2 separate regions of the Mus musculus genome follow, and region 2 is linked to region 1. A link is a contact called in public HiChIP or PLAC-seq data. All regions are on one chromosome and are shown on one strand. Each heading gives the region's core, a stretch centred on a gene start, on an enhancer-like site or on the middle of the called end of the contact. The rest is flanking DNA. Distances are from core to core; before and after follow the strand shown. Region 1 overlaps Gm51906 (a long non-coding RNA gene). Region 2 overlaps Zzef1 (zinc finger, ZZ-type with EF hand domain 1).

Region 1 (6,485 bases), core at 2,414-4,913:
GAGATTCTGCCCCTCAGGTGACCCCAACTACATCCTGATTTCACCTATGACATTTCCTTTTTGCCCCCTCCCTCATGCCATCAAATGCTAACTCATGGCCATTGCTAAAGTACCCGGTTGCTTGGTTACCTGGGAGACTTAAAGTATATCTTCTTCTTCCAAAGTCCTCTTAAATAGATGGAAAACTGAGCAGGGGACAGGGCTTGGCCCAGACAGGGCTAAACAGCTGCTTTTGTTGTTGTTTTAAAAATATATACATATGTATGTATGTATACATACACATACATATATATGTAAAACATTTTTAAATACCTAAAAGTCAGGCATGATGGTACATGCTTTTAATCCTAGCACTGGGTGCTGGGAATTTGAACTCAGGTCCTCACGTTTACCTAACATGCACTTTACTGAGGCCTCTCTCCAGCTTGTTATTCTTTTTAATAAAATATAACATATAGTTGGGCTGGGAGCACAGCCCAGTGATAGAAAATATGCTTAACCTGCTCAGATCCCTGGACAATAATCTCCAGAGCTGCAAAACAGAAGTATAATAACAAACACAGCAGACAAGAAAACCATTTCATGGAATAGTTGTAGCAAAAACTCACAAGGCTGTAGCAAATACCGAGATGCACGTGACTCATTCATCTCTCTCAGAACCTGTGTGCTGGGACACCTCGTCTATTCAAATTTCTGGTAGATGTCCCTAATAACCACATTCTGTCCAGAAGTGTAAGGTAGAGTCTGTTTCAGGGACCTACTTGGGTCTTTTTTTTTTTTCTTTTTTAATTTATTTATTATTATATGTAAGTACACTGTAGCTGTCCTTAAACACACCAGAAGAGGGCGTCAGGTCTCATTACGGGTGGTTGTGAGCCACCATATGGTTGCTGGGATTTGAACTCAGGACCTCCAGAAGAGCAGTCAGTGCTCTTACCCTCTAAGCCATCTCGCCAGCCCCTACTTGGGTCATTTTTGTTATTTGTTGTGCCCTTTGATGACAGGTGAAATGGTCTCTCATAGTTTTGGGGTTTTTGTTTTGTTTAGTTTTTATTTATTTACTTTTTGGTTTGGTTTGGTTTGGTTTGGTTTGGTTTGGTTTGGTTTGGTTTGGTTTGGTTTTTTTGAGACAGTGTTTCTTTGTGTAGCCCTGGCTGTCCTGGAACTTCCCTTGTAGACCAGGTTGGCCTCAAACTCAAAGATCCACCTGCCTCTGTCTCCTGAGTGATGATGGGATGGATTAAAGGTGTGTGCCACCACTGCCTGGCTGATTCTCATAATTTTGATTCACATTTTTTGCATAGAAACTCCAAGATCGGGGCTGGTGAGATGGCTCAGTGGGTAAGAGCACCCGACTGCTCTTCCGAAGGTCCGGAGTTCAAATCCCAGCAACCACATGGTGGCTCACAACCATCTGTAACAAGATCTGACGCCCTCTTCTGGTGTGTCTGAAGACAGCTACAGTGTACTTACATATAATAAATAAATAAATTTAAAAAAAAAAAAAAAAAGAAAGAAACTCCAAGATCTGTTCGTAACTGGGTAAAGTCTGGCTGTCCCCTGAGGGTGAGCCACAGAGCCCCCGGCTCAGGAGCCTGGGTCCTCAGCTCTCAGCTACTCCCAGAGTGAGTAAGTTTCTCCTGAGTGACTGGAAGAGGCTTGGCTTACTCACTTAGCTGCCCTGGTTTGTCCTGCTTTTCTGCTTCTAAGGGCTGAAGCAAAGCCTCAAATGCAAAGGTGGGAGGATCTGCAGCTGGGGAGTGGCAAGATGAGACCTGCTTTATTAGAAGGAGAGCTGGGTAAATTGGAGGTAAAGAGGAGGCTGCAGGGTACTTCAGAAATGCCCCCCACCCCCACCCCGGGATGAACGGTAAGCTTCAAGACAGGCAGGCTACTGAGTGACCCTGGGGCAAATTGGGGTTAGGAGGAAAGGTGGGAATTGAGCTGGAATTTGCCTTCAGGATGGAACACTGAGAAATGTTTTCAGATTATTATTCTCCCAGCGGCCATTGGATTGGAGTGGTCACATGTCCAAAGGAGGGTTGTCAATACTGCTAGTCTGGCCACATCAGATTAAACCACCTTTGGGGTGTGTCATGCCCCTGTCTTTCGAAGTGACACATCCTGCCTCCTTGGAAGGTTAGTTCAGAGCTAGTTCTCTCCTGAATTAACAGGACTTACCACGTTGTTCCTGTTCTAAATCCTGATGTCCTGCTAGACTTACCATCTTGGTCCCCTTCCATATCCTGATCCTGTGTGTGTGTGTGTGTGTGTGTGTCCGTTAGTCTGGTGAGCACAGATCCTGGGGAGCTGGAAGGCAAGCCCTGGGCCTTTGATCCCTTTCCTCCTACCCAGGTTTTTTCTGCCACCTTGTCTTTTCCAGAGCTTCTAGTCTCAGAAGATGTTCACGTGGCAGCAAGAACACCCGTTGTAGGACTGAGTAGCAAGCGTAAGAACTTGAGTTCTAATCTCTAGCACCAGGTACAACGAGAGACTCTGTTTTAAGAAAATAAGGTAGAAGACAATAAATGACGACGCTGAGAACTTGACCTGTGGCTTCCACTCATGCTCCCACACTCGGGCAAATCCTTGTGTATGCCCAAATACGAAAAGCAGTCATTGTAGCCAATCCCGGTGGCATACGCCTTTGATCCCAGCCCAGCATTCTGGAGGCAGTGGCAGGCAGATCTCTTGTGTTGCAGGCCAGCCTGATCTATGTAGTGAGTTCCAGGCAAGGGTCGGAGACCAGGACAAGGTGATATTCTGTCTCCCTTCCCCCACAAACACACGGATTGCTAGAGTGGAGTGAGGGTGTTCCTAGACGAAAGCATCTGACTAGCACACGTAAAAACCCACATTTGCCCCAGCACCACGCAAAATAAACATTAACAAAAACGTTCAAGACATTAAAGTCTTTTTTAGAGTTATGTAAATTTTAATTTTGAATAATACATTTTTATCCACTTGTGATATATATTTATGCTAAAACAATTTAATTGTTGGGGTTAGGGTACAATCAACGACAGAGCTCATGTTTAGCACTTAGCACACACGAAGTCCCAGAGTCAACAACACTGAAAAAAAAAAGTTGCTTATTGCAAAATTCAAGTTAACGATTCATAATGCTTTTGCTTCTACTGCGGCGGCGGCGCGGCTGCTGCTCCTCCCCTCCCCATCCTCCTATTCCTCCTCCCCTCCCCATCCTCTTCCTTTTCTACCTCCCTCCCTTCCATCATTCCTACTGGTGATGCGCCTACCTCCCAGGCTTTGTTTTCTTAGGACACTGAGGGCTTTTTACCTATATTAGCTCCAGGTTTGGTGCTCTCTTTCCCTCTTCCAGGCTAGACAAACTGAGCAGCCTAGAAGCAAGTGATTTCCGGAAGGTTCGGCTTAAAACAAGACACAGGGAAAAATCTCCGCCTTAGCTAATTTGAGTTCCCTCTCTGCACACTAGGACTGCTAGGATGGCCTCCCCCAAAAGATTTTCAAATGGGGTGAGATGGGGCGGAGAGCAGAGAGGCTCCCCTCTCCTTGCAGACTGGATAGGTTTTGATACTAGAATAGTCAAAACAGTTTTGCAACCAAGTGACTCTTAGTAATAACAATACCAACCTCGGTCATTTGCATAACTTCACAATTGACCAAGTGTGCCCCAAGCAGTTAATTAGAATGATAAAGAAAGCAGATGGTCGCACCAGAAGCCTGATGCACCCTTCTTGGGGACCTGGGAAGTTTCCGGGGCTTTCTCTTTTCCTGAGTGGATATCAGACAGACTCTGCCCGGGCCAACTTCCAGGAAGCTATAGGTGGCGAGCTCGACCTACTGGCTGCGCGCCGGATCTACGCTGAGCACACAGCGTGGTTCCACCTCTGCCTGGAATGTACCCTAGTGGGTCAGCAGGTACGACTAGTTTACAGTCCCCCAACTTACTGCCGGACTGAATTCCCTGTGGTGGGACCAGTCTGTATTCAGCCAGTTCCTGAAAGGTGAAGAATCAGACTTTGGTGAAACGGAAATGAGAGCCAGGGCCCATAAGGTGATTTAGGGACAGCTGGAGGGGCGGGGCTCGGGATACCTGCCAGGGGCCTAGAGGTTGGAGAGAATGTGATCAAAATGAATCATTTTCACCAGATGTTTCATTTCGGGCCCTTCTCCTCAGGTTCTCATCTCAGTCAGCAAAGGCTGCCCCCAAGTACGCGGGTTGGGAGTTTTCCTAACTCTTTTGGGGTAGGGACATGTCAGGAGCTGGGTGGTCCTTGTGCCTTCAGAATTTAAGGAGTGCCAGCCACAAAACCGAAGCTCATAAAGGAACTTTAGGGAATCTTTTAGAAAAACTAAAGTAACAAAACAGCATTGGCGAGGATATTACTATTCCCTTGCCCCCACCCCTCTTAACATCAGGGACTTGGGGGACTTGAGCTCAAGAGCGCTTGCCTCCCGCGCATTTCACCTCCGCCAGTCCTCTGTACTGGCAGAGGGGGTGGCTGGTGGTTGTGTGGGGTGGTGGTGGTGGTGGTGGTGGTGGTGGTGGTGGTAGTGGTAGTGGGTGTACATAATCATAATTAGTTCTGACTGGTGAAATGGCTTACCAGATAAAGGCACTTGCTGCCAAACCAGACCCCTTGAGTTCCATCTCCAGGACTCAAATGGTGAAAGACTACAATGATTAATGCAAACTGTCTTTTGACCTCCATGTACCATGGTAGGTGTGAACCCCCTCCCCCTCAAACATGCAAAAATAAATAAATTTTACTTATTATTTTTAAACAAAACAAAAACTAAAAACCAGGGTCTTGCTAAGTAGCCCAAGTTGACCCAAAACACTCTAACATCAGCCTTAGCATCCTGAGTGCTGGGATCACAGGTGTGTGTCACTAGGTCAGGCTTTAGAATTACGCTTGTGTTAAATCTTGGGGTGTGTGTATGTGTGGTGTGTTTAATTTTATTTTACTTTTAAAATATTTTACCCCTTGGGACTGAAGAGACACCTTAGCATTTAAGAACACTGGCTGCTCTTCTAGAAAACCAGGGTTCACTACTCTCCCCCATGTGGCAGCTCATAGGCATCGATTACTGCAGTGCTAGGGGATCAGGAACCCTCTCTGGCTTTCTTAGGGACTAGGTATGCTTAGGAGTGTATAGACTCACATGCAGACAAAAAAGATATACATAGAGTGCATCCATGCAGGCATACACAAAAATTATCAAAATATTTTTTCTCCAATCGTATGTATTTGTGTGTGTGTGTGTGTGTGTGTGTGTGTGTGTGTGTGTGTGTACATACCATGAGTGTGCCAAGAATATCTGGGCAATGGAGTTACAAGTAGTTGTGAGCCAACAAATCCATTCTCTGGTCATCTTTCTCACCCCATATTCTTTGTTAATTATGATGAGAAAAGCCAGGCATATTGACTCATGTCTGGTACTTGGGAGGAAGGCTGAGGGAAGAGGATTATGATCCTGGTCATCCTGGATAAGAGAGAGTCCTTGCCTCAAAAAAACCCAAAAAAAACAAAACAAACAAAAACCAAGCAAATGAACAAAACTCAGCACATGCCTTTCATCCAAGCACTCAGGGGGCAGAGGCAGGTGGATCTCTGTGAGTTCTAGGCCAGTCTAGTCTACAGAGGGAATTCTAGGACAGCCATGAAAACATAGAAAGACTCCATCTCAAGAAAACAAAATCAAACCCTCTCAAATAACAACAGCAAAAGACAGGCTGGAGAGATGGCTCAGCAGTTAAAAGCACCGACTGCTCTTTCAGAGGTCCTGAGTTCAATTCCCAGCAACCTCATGGTGGCTCACAACCATCTGTTATGAGATCTGATGCCCTCTTCTGGTGTGTCTGAAGACAGCTACAGTGTACTCATATAAAGAAAAATAAATAAATCTTAAAACAAACAAACAAACAAACCAAAACAACAACAGAGAGGGAGCAAGAAGGGAAGAGTAAGAGAGGAACAAGAGAGAGAGGAGGGGACAAACAGCCTCTTTCATAGTGGGTCAGGCCTACCTGGCTGTTGCCAGGTAACTGTGGGGTGAAGCATACCTGGCTGTTGCCAGGTAACTGTCGGGGGGTGGGGTAGGGGGAGTTTAGACAGACTGCTAACTCAGTCGGCTATCTGTACTTACTTCTTTGCCTTTCTGGTTTTTGTGACATGGTTTCTCTGTGTAGCCCGGCTGTCCTGGAACTCACTAAAACTCAGGAATCTACCTGCTTCTGCCTTCCAAGTGCTGGGATTAAAGGTAAGTGCCCAACACTTGTTTCTCAGTCTAGAACCCAGAATCACTGGCCTAGAGATGGCACCACCCACAGTGGTCTGTGCCCTCCTCCATCCATCACTAAGGAGATGCACTATTGGCTGGCCCTACAGCCCCATCTTGTGGAGGCATTTTCTTCATTGAAGTTCCCTTCTCTTAGGTGACTTTACCTTGGGTCACATTGACTTAGCCAGCACCACCTTGCCTTTACTCTGAGCCTGCTG
Region 2 (7,252 bases), core at 2,856-5,355, 330 kb before region 1:
CACTTGCTGTACTCTGCAAACTAGAGTCACAGCATTCATCCATCCATTCATGCACACACATAGACTTCCATGCATATCCTCATGGCAGAGATGTACACTGTCCCCATGGAACCACTTTCCTCTTTATTTTTCAAAAATTACTTTTTGTGTTTGTGTTTTGTCTGCATTTATGTCTGTGCATCACATGCAGGCCTGGCCTCAAAAGAAGGTGCTAAATCCCCTGGAACTGGTGTTAAAGATGGTTGCATACTGCTATATGGATGCTGGGAATCACACAAGTCAACAAGTGTTCTTAACCACTGGGATCTTTCTCCAGCCTATTCATCTTTCTTTATTTTGGGATGTGTGTATGGGAAGCTGACCTCATTACCTCGTTGTCCTCCACCTTATTTTTAGAGACAGTGTCTCTCACTGAGCTTAAATCTTCCTGATTTGGTTTGACTGGCTAACTTGCAAACTTCAGGAATTCATGTCTCTACCCCACATCCCCATTACTAGAGTTATAGATGAGTCCTGCCAGGCCTAGCTTTTACAGGGGTACAGATCCTAATGCTTGCACGACACACACTTTATCAAGTGGGCAGTCTTCCCAGTGTTCCCTTTCTGTCTGCCTCTGGATGGTTATGTGAGAAAAGCACACATTCTATGTGCTTCAGTCTGAGGGCCTGCTATGGTTTTAGTCACGGCAGCTTAGAGTGTACCCTGATGGCTGTCCTCTCACAGTTCCTGCTCCATCTCACACAGGATTTAGGTAATGCACAGGCTAAAGTAGAAACATGAAGGAAGTTCACTGAAATTCATTACACGTTAGAATAAGAAGCTAAAGGGCTAGGGAGGTAGCTTAGCATGTATAAGACTCTGGGTCTGAGACCTAGCAAAAAGGGAGGGAGGAGACAGAGAGAAACAAGACAAAAAGAGGTAGGAGGAAAAGACGTGTGTGTTGGAAGAAGACAGATACCAAGTCATGGGAAGAGAAGAGGAGACTGCGTGGTAGATATGTAAAGTTCTACACAAATTCAAGAGATGGATTCTGAAGCCATCTCTGAGCTTCCTGGACAAGAGAAGGTTATACTGTTGATTAAATAGTCATTCCTGTGGAAAAGTCACAAGAATAATACTGATGAAAACATGAGAGCCAAAAATCACTCTCAAGCCCCAGCACCTGCTCTGCTCTGTGCCATCTGCTCATGGATGGCATGAGATGCATCCCAAAGGCTGTACCTGTAAGAGTGCACACACGACATTCTCAAAGGAAACCATCAAACTCTTAGAGATGTTCCAGGCAGAGTGGCACAGTTGCCTTTCCTGGGGCACCAGTAAGAACTCCAGGTCAGTCCCTTGGCTGCCTGGCCTACCACGATCTCTCCAGATCCCCTGGCAGCAGGTGAGGGTTCCTCATCCTCATTTGGAACACTTAAGTTCATCGCAATGACTTTACCTCTTCTGAACCTCTAGGAAGAACGAATCAGTCTTTTTCATCTGCAGTTCATATATGGCCCGGAGAATGTGCAGAGGGGCATTGAGGGCATCATGAGCCATCTGGAGGCATGAAAGAAGGTGAAAGACAGCTGAGGACATGTTCTTTAAGACACAGACAATATACACTCCAAAGTGATGAAACACTATTTCAGGTTAGCCCAGGTTACAGCTGAAGAACAATATGGAGGTACTTTTTAAAAGCATATCAAATTTTGAGTACTAAGATATGAACTATAAAATGTGCAGTTCTATTTAAAGCCACTTTAGTGGCTAGAAAAATGGCTCAGTAGTTAAAAATACTTATTGTTCTTGCAGAGGACCTGGGTTTAGTTGCCAGCACCCACAAGGTGGCTCAGAACAACCTGTGACTCCAGTTTCAGGGGATTCACTGACCTTTTTGACCTGCTACAGGCTCCTACTTATATGTTGGACACGTAAAATCACACAGGCATACACCATGTACATAAAATGAGTTAATCTTAAAGCCACTACAATGATATAGCTCTACTATTGTTCTAGATCTTTTCTGTATACCATAGACTAAACAGGAAATGAATTTTCAGGGCATCAAATTGAGTAGTTAAAAAGTTTTAAAAGTTTATTTATGTGAATAGATGTTTTGTCTGTATGTTTGACTGTGTACCAATGTATAGCCTAGTAGTGCTCATGGAGGCCAGAAGAGGGTGTTAGGTCCTCTGGAATTGGAGTTAACAGACAATTGTGAGCTCCCATTTGGGTGCTGGGAATCCAACCTGGGTCTCCTAGAAGACCAACAAGTACTCAACCACTGAGCTACCTCTGCAGTCCTTAGAAATATTGAGGATGAAGCACAGCCCAAGCCAAAGAAAACCCATTCCTTTGATGCCCATGTCCTACCCACATGATGACCAATGAACATACCAAGAAGCATATTCTGGTGGGTTCATCCAAATTTTCAAGAGGGTCTAGCTTCTTCTGTTCTGCTTCGCCAGGGCTACTAACTGGCCGGTCCAGTTCTTCTTCTTGGTCTCCTCGTTCATCTAGCTCCAGGTCTCCATGTTCAGCCAGAGTGTTGATCTCCTTTTTTGACGAGTACAGCATGATGGACAGAATCTACACACAGTCAGTCAAGCAGAGCAGGGAGACGAGTGCTGAGTGAGTGAGAGGATGAGCTAGGTCTTCACTATATTAAGGGCATAGAGGTTTAAGATATCAGAGTACACATGGGTGTGAGTATGTGATCAGTAAAGGAGCAGGAAAGCATGCTCAATTGTACACATAACAGGAAATGCTAACAAAACTATGGAAGCCCTTGTGTTTATTAACTTTTCTTGATAGCCCAAATGGGTATTATTCTTTTCTAACTTGTTTTGGAGAAATGTAACTATTAAGTAATTTAAAATGATTATATTGGGGCTGGAGAGATGGCTCAGTAGTTAAGAGCACTGACTGCTCTTCTAGAGGTCCCAAGTTCAATCCCAGCAACCACATGGTGGTTCACAACCATCTGTAATGGGATCTGATGCTCTCTTCTGGAGTGTCTGAAGACAGCCACAGTGTACTCATAGACATAAAAAAATACTTCTTTAAAAAATGTTGCCGGGCATGGTGGCGCACGCCTTTAATCCCAGCACTCGGGAGGCAGAGGCAGGCGGATTTCTGAGTTCGAGGCCAGCCTGGTCTACAGAGTGAGTTCCAGGACAGCCAGGGCTATACAGAGAAACCCTGTCTCGAAAAACCAAAAAAAAAAAAAGTTTATATCCTTTTGACCTACTAACTTATCTTTTAGAAATGACAAAATACATGAAAAATGCTGTTTAAAATACAGCCAATGAAGCATTAATAATGGCAAAAACCTGCAAAGCACTTTCTAGTCTTATACATAGCCACTAAAAAGGGTGTTTATAGGAGCTGCAGATACAGCTCAGCAGTTAAGAAGAGCATTGGATGCTTTTCCAGAGGACTTGAGTTCACTTCCAAGAACCCACATGGCAGCTCACAACCATCTGTAACTGAAGTCCAGGGCAACTGATGTCCTCTTCTGGCATCTATGGGGCACCAGGCATTCAAGTGGTGCAGACATGTTTGCAGGCAAAACACCCATACATATAAAATAAAAATAAAATTTAAAAAAGGTTCTCTAAGATCCCGGTTACCTATTAATATGTTTTAGCATATGTCCCTTGGATGTAAGCGAACCCAGAGGTGATTCTTCAAATGCAGGCACCTGTGGAAGTGAGGGTGAGGGACACAGCACACCCTGGTAGCACAGCTTCCCTTATACTAGATGCTAGTACTTGACCTTGAAAGCCTCTGGGAACTTCAAGAATTCCACTAAGAAACATCTAAGGCCTCAGAGGAGTAACAATAAAGTGAAATTATAGACTGAAATCCTACATAAGGTAAACATGAGTGTGGCCGTATTACAAACTGATTTTAGCTCAAAGGAATTTTGGAGGGAAACAGTAATTCAAAAGCACATTTTACTATCATGCTATAATGGCCTATTATGTGTTTCTACAAAATACTCCTCCAAGGTTCTTTGAACAAACACCCAATTCATTTTCCTGGCAGGGGAGGACAGGTGTCAGGATCCCTGATTCAGGAAGGCAGAACCAAGGTTGGGTTTCAAAGCTGCCCAGAATTAGAATACACGGGATGGAACTGGTTGGAACAAGCTAGCTCTGCTTCTGGGCTCAGCTTTACAGGAAGCCCTCCCTCCTCATTACCTCTAGGTCTCGGAGGAGCCAGGTTTTACTGAAGCCGGTCCCTTTGCTGCACTTCTTCACCAGCAGCTTTAGCAGATCGGTCTGGAGGAAGGTGGCATGGGTCTCTTCAAAACCATGAGCCTGCCAAGCCAAGGGAGAGATTTGCAGCTGCTATAGAGTGATGGTTAAGGTTGGACAGAGCAACAGCCTTTCTCAGAGCCCAGTCTCAGCTGATGGCCCAACTCAGCTTCCAACAGAAATAAATGCTTGTCAGTAAGAAAGTACTCCACATCTTAACCATGAACCATTGCTCCTCATTCACTCCGTGTTTTTTCATTGAACAAACACTCTTGAAACCTATTTACTGTCACTTCCCCTCTCTTTACTTTCCCAAAACTCTTGAGGCTAAAATCCAAACCCTAATCATGGACAACTGAGTCTTATAAAGCTCCCTGCCTGCTTCTTTGGCTTCATCCCTTAGGCTGCACCGTCTTAAAGAGAGCATGGCCCTTCTTTCTAGCTCACCACTGAACACCCAGTTCCACTTGGTTCTTGGTGCTCAACAAATATCAACAGGCTGAGTGAGCACTCATGGCAGTGCACACCTTGGTCTTAGCATTTGGGAGTTCGAGGCGGGCAGAACTCTGAGTCTGAGGCCGGCCAGGCCACATTCTAAGTTCCAGTCCAGCCAAGCTACAGACTGACTACCTGTTTTTTTTTTTTTAACAAAACAAAACCAAAAACCAAACCAAAGCAAAACTGAATGATTTAAGACATTTAAGACCTCTGCTATCAGGGAGTTACTTTCTTCTTGTCTAGTAGAGTGGAAACTGAAACAGTATGGTAATACTGACAACTGCACCTCAGGGCTGCCCAGGGCTGGAAAGCCAAGCAGACAAGTCTCTGGTAGTGCCTGACTTCCCACAATGACCTCCCTACCAGAGCTACCACTGAACATTTCAGTGTCAAGGAGCAATAAAGTTCAGCTGGGATCCTTTCAAGGCCAACTCTGTAAGGAAGATGACCTTACAGTAAATGCAAATACATCTCCTGGAAAGAGCCTTCCTACCCTCCAGTCCACTAAGGATCCAAAAGGCATCATGGGTCACCCCAAAAGACATCTACCTCTAATCTAGCTATTTCCTCCCAGACCAATGGCCACACCTATCCATTGAAGCTCCATGGGATGCCAGCTCCCTTTATTCTTCCCAGCATTCCTATAATGACCTGAGGAGCTCCTGTTAGGTGGGAAGTCCAGTTTTCTTCTCCCCTGACAGGATTATATCTCCACGAAGCCAACTGTGGTTAAGTCCATGAAACAATATTAGAAAAACTGAGACTCAAACCACTGGGAAAGTTCTATTTCCTCCCTAAAGCAATCCTTGTGTAAGCATTTCTCAAAACAGCCATTGTTAACCGTTCATCTAGATCAGACGACATTTCCTCCTAATTAATCCCCTGCAGACAGGTAGCTTTGTGCAAATGGAAAAGGCTCACCATTACCTTTAGTGTTTTATATAAACCTTTGAGAGCCAGGGACAGGACCCAGGTTGCTTCCACTGCCTCGGGACAATGGCTATCCATGCTGGTTTGCAGAAGGTGACTAGCAATAAAGGCAAAGTGCTGGGAGTACTGGCTCAGCTGGGACTGAGAGGTGCCACACTCTTGTCCTCCTCCCTTCTGGACAAGCTGATAGTCCTTCACTGAAGCATCATGTCAAAAAGGAAAAGAAAGGCATAAAGGATCCTGTTAGTACCCCTTGCAGCTGCATTTCTCCACAGGCCTCACTAAAGCAAGGACTGCAGAAACAAGACCCGTAGCCTAGGTCCCCACTATATTTATGCCCAGTTTGCAGGTGATCATGGAGAAACCGAGGACAAGTCACAATGCAAAATTCTTATTACTATGCACAAGCAAGTTATTGTTGAAAGTGTTGTGATGACTGTTCTGGGTTGTCACCTTGACTACATCTGGGACTGACTAAAACCCAAGTGGCTAGGTCCATCTGTGAGGGATTTTTTTTTTAATTAAATCATTTGAAATGGGAAGCTCCATCTTTAATCCGGGCTACACCTGCTGGCAGCCTAAAGGACAGGGAAGAAAGAAGCTTGCAGTCTTTGCCTGCTTGCCTTCACTCTCATGCCAAGTCCATTCCTTCAGTGGCATCAGAGCTTGCTTCTTTGGGATTCTGGCATATACTGAAGATCAGATAAGACTTCCAGCCTCATGGACTGAGAAACTACTAGATTCTTGGACTCTTGGACCTTCTGTTGATAGACAGATATTGTTGGGGTAGCTGGACTACAGCTTGTAAGTCATTCACATAAATCACACACAATCACACACACACACACACACACACACACACACACGATTTATATATTTATATATTGAATAAATATAAATATATGTGTGTATATGTGTGTGTACTTATTTATTTATTTTCGTTCCTCTAAAGAACCCTTACTAAATGCAGATTTTGGTACCAGAAGTAGTTCTAGAGCATATATAAGTATGAAAAAGTTTAAGTATCTGGAATAGGCTTTCCTAATTTGCCAACACCTACAGTTACCAAAGCCTCTCAAGTTACTGGCCTTTCCTGGGAGCTTATATTTTACCCACTTAAGGAGACAAATGCATTTGATTATCCTGATTGACCAATTATGAAAGGCAACAGATTTAGTAGTGTCTTGGTATTTTGACAATCTGTGGAAAAATGAGGAAAACAATGCTGCCGGTTGGTTGCTCCTAGCATCTCTGACAAAGGAGAAGAATGAGCTCCATGACAAAATTAGCCAACTCCTAGCATCTTAGAACATGGCGAAGGGCAATGAACTCAGTGAGCAACTGACTGGCTCCAGATGGATGTAAACAGTCTGCAAGTGTCTAAATGCGCCCTGGAAGAGAATCTTCTTTCCAGCAGCCTCAGAGCTAGCTTAAGTTGTAGGAAACCAAACTGAGGCCCTAATTATACGACTGGCTAACTTGCAACAAAAATTCCAGCCCCAGGCTCAGGGGGTGCCGGTGGTTCAAGTCAGGCATTAATGGTAAAGAATGGGATCCTGTCATTTGGGGTGGGGAAATCC

The links. HiChIP or PLAC-seq counts read pairs in DNA pulled down with a chosen protein or histone mark.
Region 2: a contact with region 1 is called in an H3K27ac HiChIP or PLAC-seq map of embryonic stem cells, with 4 times the contacts expected there. The contact joins two enhancer-like sites. A contact is called at or near these places in 1 of 15 datasets of contacts at CTCF or cohesin (the NIH/3T3 cell line), 11 of 484 Hi-C or Micro-C datasets (ECoMG myeloid progenitors, the G1E-ER4 cell line, bone marrow-derived macrophages and 6 more), 5 of 115 datasets of contacts at active chromatin or transcription factors (bone marrow-derived macrophages, embryonic stem cells and stem cell-derived neural progenitor cells) and 1 of 9 other capture datasets (liver).

The regions. Positions count from the first base shown.
Region 1 is chr11:72,573,894-72,580,378 of GRCm38.p6, reverse strand. All of the region lies in intron 2 of Gm51906 (a long non-coding RNA gene), which reads left to right. Among named protein-coding and RNA genes, the nearest start is that of Spns3, 27 kb to the right of the region's middle. Within about 2 kb of position 3,663, at least 85 of the 459 cell types and tissues checked have an H3K27ac peak or open chromatin away from gene starts, as enhancers often do. A contact at or near this core is called in embryonic stem cells, where this site is marked.
Region 2 is chr11:72,905,449-72,912,700 of GRCm38.p6, reverse strand. It overlaps Zzef1 (zinc finger, ZZ-type with EF hand domain 1), which reads right to left. Exons shown (of 55, transcript NM_001045536.2): 43 at 5,670-5,869; 44 at 4,188-4,307; 45 at 2,380-2,571; 46 at 1,439-1,539. Among named protein-coding and RNA genes, the nearest start is that of Gm26121, 27 kb to the right of the region's middle. Within about 2 kb of position 4,105, at least 8 of the 459 cell types and tissues checked have an H3K27ac peak or open chromatin away from gene starts, as enhancers often do. A contact at or near this core is called in embryonic stem cells, where this site is marked.